Linked DNA regions of Cricetulus griseus: region 2 is linked to region 1. A link is a contact called in public Hi-C data. All regions are on one chromosome and are shown on one strand. Each heading gives the region's core, a stretch centred on a gene start, on an enhancer-like site or on the middle of the called end of the contact. The rest is flanking DNA. Distances are from core to core; before and after follow the strand shown.

The links. Hi-C and Micro-C count contacts between places; a contact is called where the count stands out from the background.
Region 2: a contact with region 1 is called in a Hi-C map of fibroblasts, with 2.5 times the contacts expected there. The contact joins two enhancer-like sites. A contact is called at or near these places in 2 of 8 Hi-C or Micro-C datasets (the CHK-Q cell line and fibroblasts).

What each region holds. Positions count from the first base shown.
Region 1 is chr4:113,712,671-113,715,830 of CriGri-PICRH-1.0, forward strand. Eif4h (eukaryotic translation initiation factor 4H) reads right to left here. Exons shown (of 6, transcript XM_027416150.2): 3 at 1,728-1,792; 4 at 1,527-1,623. Among named protein-coding and RNA genes, the nearest start is that of Lat2, 11 kb to the left of the region's middle. Within about 2 kb of position 1,416, at least 1 of the 6 cell types and tissues checked has open chromatin away from gene starts, as enhancers often do. A contact at or near this core is called in fibroblasts, where this site is marked.
Region 2 is chr4:113,784,164-113,787,323 of CriGri-PICRH-1.0, forward strand. No RefSeq gene overlaps it. Among named protein-coding and RNA genes, the nearest start is that of Limk1, 8.6 kb to the left of the region's middle. Within about 2 kb of position 1,713, at least 2 of the 6 cell types and tissues checked have open chromatin away from gene starts, as enhancers often do. A contact at or near this core is called in fibroblasts, where this site is marked.

The sequences.
Region 1 (3,160 bases), core at 166-2,665:
TGCCTGCCTGTGCCTCCCACACCTACTCAAACATCCCCTCATCAACCTGGGTTGGCTGAGGAGGGGATGAAAAAACAGAACCTATTTACCATGAAGGGTCTGGCCATCAGGATTCTCAGCACTGAGGTTTCCTGGACACCTTTGGAATTTTATGTTATGCTATTTCTAGAAACACTGCTAGTTCTTTTTGTGCCACCCGTGAAACCACAGGAGCTGCCCTAGCTATAGCCCCAGTAACAGGCTCAGGGGAGTCTCTCCACCTTTTGTAGTCTCACTGGAGAAGGAGTTAAGTCTGTCTAGGCTGGACACTCCCGAGAAGCAAAGATACAAACAAAAAATACTGATACCAGAGTTGAAGTCATCTCGGGAATCCCATCCACCTCTAGATTCTCGAGAGCCACCCATTCCTAAGGACACACACAAAAAAGATAAAGTTGAGGTCTTGCTGGTTTTTTTTTTTTTTTTTTGGTTACCATGACACAATCATTTAAAAAGAGGGAACCTCAATTGAGAAACTGTCTCCATTAGATTGACATGTGAGAATGTCTGAGAAGACATTTTCTTGATTAATGATTGACATGGGCTTTAAAAAAAAAATGAAAATTCTGGGGGCTGGAAAGATGGCTCAGAGGTTAAGAGCACTGACTATTCTTCCAGAGGTCCTGAGTTCAATTCCCAGCAATTCCTGAGATCTGGTGCCCTCTTCTGGTGTGCAGATATACATGGAAACAGAATGTTATGTACATAATAAATAAAATCTTTAAAGAAAAAAATTATATATATAAAAAGGAAAATGCCTCTGTAAAATTGGGCTATAGGCGGGCGTTGGTGGCGCATGCCTTTAATCACAGCACTCGGGAGGTAGAGGCAGGCGGATCTCTGTGAGTTCGAGGCCAGTCTGGTCTACAAGAGCAAGTGCCAGAGCAGCCTCCAAAGCCATAGAGAAACCCTATGTCGAAAAACAAAAACAAACAAACAAAAAGGCTATACACAAGCCTGTAGAGTATTCATAATTAGTGATTAATGTGGGTGGTGCCACCCCGGGTTAGAAGAAAAAGCAGGCTGAGCAAGCAATACAGTAAGCAGCACCCCTCCATGGCTTCTGCAACAGCTCCTGCCTCCAGGTTCCTGGCCTGACTTCCTTCAATGAAACAATGATGTGGAAGTTTTTTCTTTTTATGTTTTTTCGAGACAGGATTTCTCTGTAGCTTTGGAGCCTGTCCTGGAACTCGCTCTGTAGACCAGGCCAGCTTCAAACAGAGATCCACCTGCCTTTACTGGGATTAAAGGCCACCAACACCCGGCTGTGATGTGGAAGTTTAAGGAAATAAACCCTTTCCCAAGTTGCTTTCGATCATGGTGTTTCATCTCAGCAAGAGAAACCCTAAGCCACTGCCAAACTGTTACAACACCTAAGCTCTCAGGGACTCATCACGCCTGAGTCACTGCTCAGTAAATGATGCACAGCAGCGGCAAGCAGTATGTACATACAGCAAATTGCGCCTACTTTTAAAACAGCTAATCACCTCTGTCATCGGGTCCGCCTTTCCTGAATCCAAAGCCACCTTTATCTTGTTTTCTGCCTTCTGCAATGTCCACACGAAGTGACCGGTCACCCAAGAGCTAAGGACAGGGGAAAACACTTGAGATATATATATATATATATATATCAACAGGAACACACACCTCAGGCTGCTGCTTGGGCAAGGGAAGTTGAGAGTACTTACTGCACCGTCGTACGTCAGAGCCTCCTTCAGGGAGTCTACCTCATCAAATTCGACATAGCAGAACCCTACAAGAGAAGAGAATCACCTTGTACACACATCCTGGACTCCAGCCAGGCCCGCTGGAGTCCCATTAGCATCACTAGACACCATAGCCTGTAGCGTTGTGCCATCTGGGTGACAGTTGATCCCAGAATATGCTAGTATACTTCCCTCCAAGATAAGGTTTCATGTAGCCCAGAATGGCCTCAAACTTGCTACATAAGTAACTACAGAAAACGAACTCCCTCCTGCCTCCACATCTCAAGTGCTGGGATTATAGGCATATACCACCATGCCTGGTTCATGTCATGTTAGACATAGAACCCACGGCTAGGCACACACTAGGCAAGCACTCTATCTACTAGCTAGGCCTCATTCCAGGCCCTTAATTATAGTCCATCAGTAGAAAATGCTAACCTAACAGGCAGTGAAACAGCCATGGTGTTATTTTTACAATGCTTCCCCTTCTTACATTTACTTTTCTTTTTGCAGTGTTGGGGTGGAATGCAGAGTCTCATGTATGTTAGGGGAGTGTTCTGCCATAGATGCATGTCCTCAGCCCTCTGCTTATGTGCTTTAACTACAATCGCTAAAACCACTGCAGAGCTGTCTGGCTTCTGGGTAATGTAATCTAATTTGGAGGCAGACTTCAGATTCAAATTAATACCTAAATGTTTTGAAGGAAGGAGTTCACAGTGCCTACTAAATTCCTACCCTTTGCTTCAAAGCTAAAAAAAATATCCTTAGCAACAGATCAAACTTTCTGATGTCCCAGATGACTCTCCAGTGATGTCTAAATCTGGATTAAGTACTGCTCACACCCATGTCCCCACATCCCTTCTCATAGGTCACTCTGTAAAAACCAGACCCCACTTGGAAGCACTAAACGGTGCTGGGAAGATTTGCTCTAGCTGCTGCTGTTCACTATTTGTTAGAGAACACAAACCTGCAGAAAGCTAAGGAGAGTTTTCTTCCCTAAATGGATTCATGGAAGGCAACTGGAAGAGGGATTTCCAAGTTCAAGGAAGCAATGACAGCAGTCACACACCTCAACCTCTAGAGCTCTAACTCAACACAATGTTCCAAAAGACAGGCCCCAATACTGATACAGCTTGAAGCTACACTGACCTATAACCCTTATGCAAACTTGGTTTGCTAGTGCTTGTTAGCATGCAGCCAGAGATTCCCTAACACCTGTGTTTACTACATGTTATACACCATGCCCAGCTACTGGGTATGAAGCAAAGCCTATGTAAAACCACACTCACCTGCTTTTTGCACCCGCTGGGCTTCCACCCTGTAGTTCTCTTGGATGCACAGAGTAAGCTGAATGAACCGAGGACCATGTACTTAGGCCTGGGAGGCAGGACATGCTTACCCATCTTTTCCATCCT
Region 2 (3,160 bases), core at 463-2,962, 72 kb after region 1:
TCCCTCCTGTGGTAATTCTTCCCTTATATGGGTGAATTCTATCTGGGAAAACAGCCGAGACTCAGTGTCGTGTCTCATCTCCCACAGCAATGGCCACACTGTGGATGCCTACCACCCCATCCCATATGTGCCACTGCTAGAGACTGCCATGTGCTCTGTGGTTCATCAGCTGCTCTGAGGGCATGCCTATGTTAATCCATGTTATGGTCTAGAGAGGGACCTCAGATGGCCATGTGTTCAGTTTTGAATGAGTTTATTAAGCATATAGAATGCCAAAGCAAAAGAATAAACACCAAGTAACAGAGATAGATAAATAGAGGGATAGATAGATAAATAGATAGATAATAGATAGATAGATAGAGGGATAGAGGGATAGATGGATAAATAGATAGCAAAACAATCAAACTGAGTACTCAAAATACCCATGAAGAATCAACCAGGGAAGCTATGGGGAGGCAGTCAGCTGGAGTTCCCAATAAAGAGAGTCCTGGGTAGAGCAGAGCATCCCCTTGGGTGACACTTCCAAGGAAAAGAACAAATAACAACAGCTAAAGATAAAAAGATGATAAAATCACAAGTCATGGCATCCAGCAGGAACCATTGGGTGAAGTTGAGGCAGTGATTGGGAACGAGTCCCCGTTGGCCCTTCATCCCACAGCTGAGTTTCCCATGACTGAATATCCAGCTTGTCTCTCTCCCACTGCAGAGACCTTTATAGTTTCTATCATAGGGTGAGCACTAGAGACCTCTGTTGGAAAAAGGTCACCTTTCAGATGTTCTCTAGCACCAGATATTTTTAGTCTTGGCTGGTTTTCATGTTCCCTTCCTGTCACAGAGTTGGGGGGGCATGGGGTCTTGGAGGACACTTGACATAAATATGTTTGGGTGTCAAGTTGGGGAGCAACCCCACTTTCAGAACCAGTTTATCATTGAACTCAAATAACACATGGCAATTTACAGATACAATAGACATTACAACATGACAGACCTAGTCACCAAGGAGACATCTGTTGGGACCCAGCCCCCACGGGGTCTCTAAGAGTTGTTTTCCACCATAACCATGGGTACCTCCTGTTTTCCTGACCTCACCCCACTAGCATCAGTATCCTATTGTGAAACCTTTGACCTGGGGTTTTTGTAAATTTGTATATAAGGCTGCTCCACAATAAAGGTGAGAGACATTGTCTCAGAAAGTGGACCAGGCGTCTTGTTGTTCATCCAAATCTCCAGGCTTTCGCCCGATACTTGGACTTAGTAGTTGCCAAGAGCAGCCACAGACATGTCACTCATATCATATAAAGGAAGATGTACCTCCCAGAGCCCTTCTAAAAATATTCTACTTTTCAACAATTCAGTCTTGGTTTCAGTTTTATTACTCATTTCAGGTACAGGCAACTGCAGCAAGGGGGAGCAACTGCACCCCCAATACAGAGAGAGCTACTGTGATTGCCCCCACAGATACTCTACTATCTGTTAGCTCTTCCTACCTCAGTTGCCTGTCTTATCACCCACCCATAGCAGGGACCACATAGCTAACACATCTTTATTCCCATGGGCCTGTCCCTGTTGGAGCTAATTGTGTTTCGTGCTTTCTTCTCGATAGACCTGTATAAATATCCTTTTACTCCTGAGACAGGGTAGTGATGACAGACCAAAGAAATGATTTCACCCAAGTCTGGCTTGAACTAGAGAATTCACGGGGTCACTTATAGGAACGTGGATGACTCAGGCAGCTGTTCCACTGATTAGGCAACCCTGCTGTGGGTGACAACTCATGAAAGCTATGTGACTGGAATTCCTAGATGATTTGCAGGTGCTCCACCACAGTTCCCTTTACTCCTAGTAAAACAGCCACTATCTTCAGGAGATCAGCTCTGTCTGCTTACGGGCGTCCTTTTGACCCTCATACGACAGTCCAGTGGCTCTTCCCAGAATCTGTATACAATTCTGTTCTAATTACCCAAGACTTTGGAGTATCTAGAAGTGGTAGGGTGAACAAGCTGAGGAAAGTTAATTGAGAGAGGCTCCATTTAATTAATGATGTGGAGGCCATCATTTGTTTTTGGGTGTAGACTTCCCAGTATGGCTGCTTTGGGATCAGCCATACTCCTGTCAATAACCCCTGTTGATACTCTGTAAGTAAGCCCCATACATTCATTGGTTCCCCAGGGTAAATTTTGGTGAAATTGCACTTTGGTTTGTCATTGGGATTTTTTTTGGGGAGGGAGTAGACATTTAAATCTCCTGGGGAGGGAAGGAATTCTCCCAGCACTCCCTTCTCCTCCTAGGACGGAATGTTTCAAATTTGAGGAAATAATTGTAGGCTAGGTCATGTCTATGAGACTTTTGATGGAGATGTTAGAACTGGCCTTGAAATCAGGAATAGTCACACATGATTTTAATCCTTGGAGTTGAGACAATAGGATTGTGAGCTTGAGGCAATCTTGGGTTATGGAAGGAGACCTTGTCACGAATAAACAAAGAACTGAACTTGGGTATGCAAGTCATACTGGGCTCATACTAACCATAACAATTTGATAGTTAATCATTAAGATACATGGTATTCTCTCTCTCTCTCTCTCTCTCTCTCTCTCTCTCTCTCTCTCTCTCTGTGTCTCTCTGTCTCTCTCCTTCATTTTTCTTTTCTTCTTCTTCATTATTATATTATTATTATTATTATTATTATTATTATTATTTTGGTTTTTCAAGGCAGGATTTCTCTGTGTAGCTCTGGCTGTCCTGGAACTTGCTTTGTAGAGCAGGCTGTCCTCAAACTCATAGAGATCCACCTGCCTCTGCCTCCTGATTGCTGGGATTACAGGTGTGTGCCACCATCACTTGGCTGGTATTAATTTTCTTATCACAGCATGTGAGAGTCAGTTCCCTCCTTCTACCATGTGGGTTCAGGGATTTGAACTTGTATTGTCAGGCTGCACAGCAATTTCATTAAGCTGATGAGCCAGCTTGCTGGCCCCTATGTGGCACTTAATGCCATGAGTTGGTCTGGGGATGTAGCTCAGTGGTGGAGCATTGCCTCGTATGTATGATGTCCAAGGTTTAATTCCCAGTACCATGAAAAAAAAACTATCAAGCCAGCTACGAGAAACCAAGGCATGGAATCCTAGGTCTTGAGGTTGGGCCTTGCCAATGGGGGCAAAGG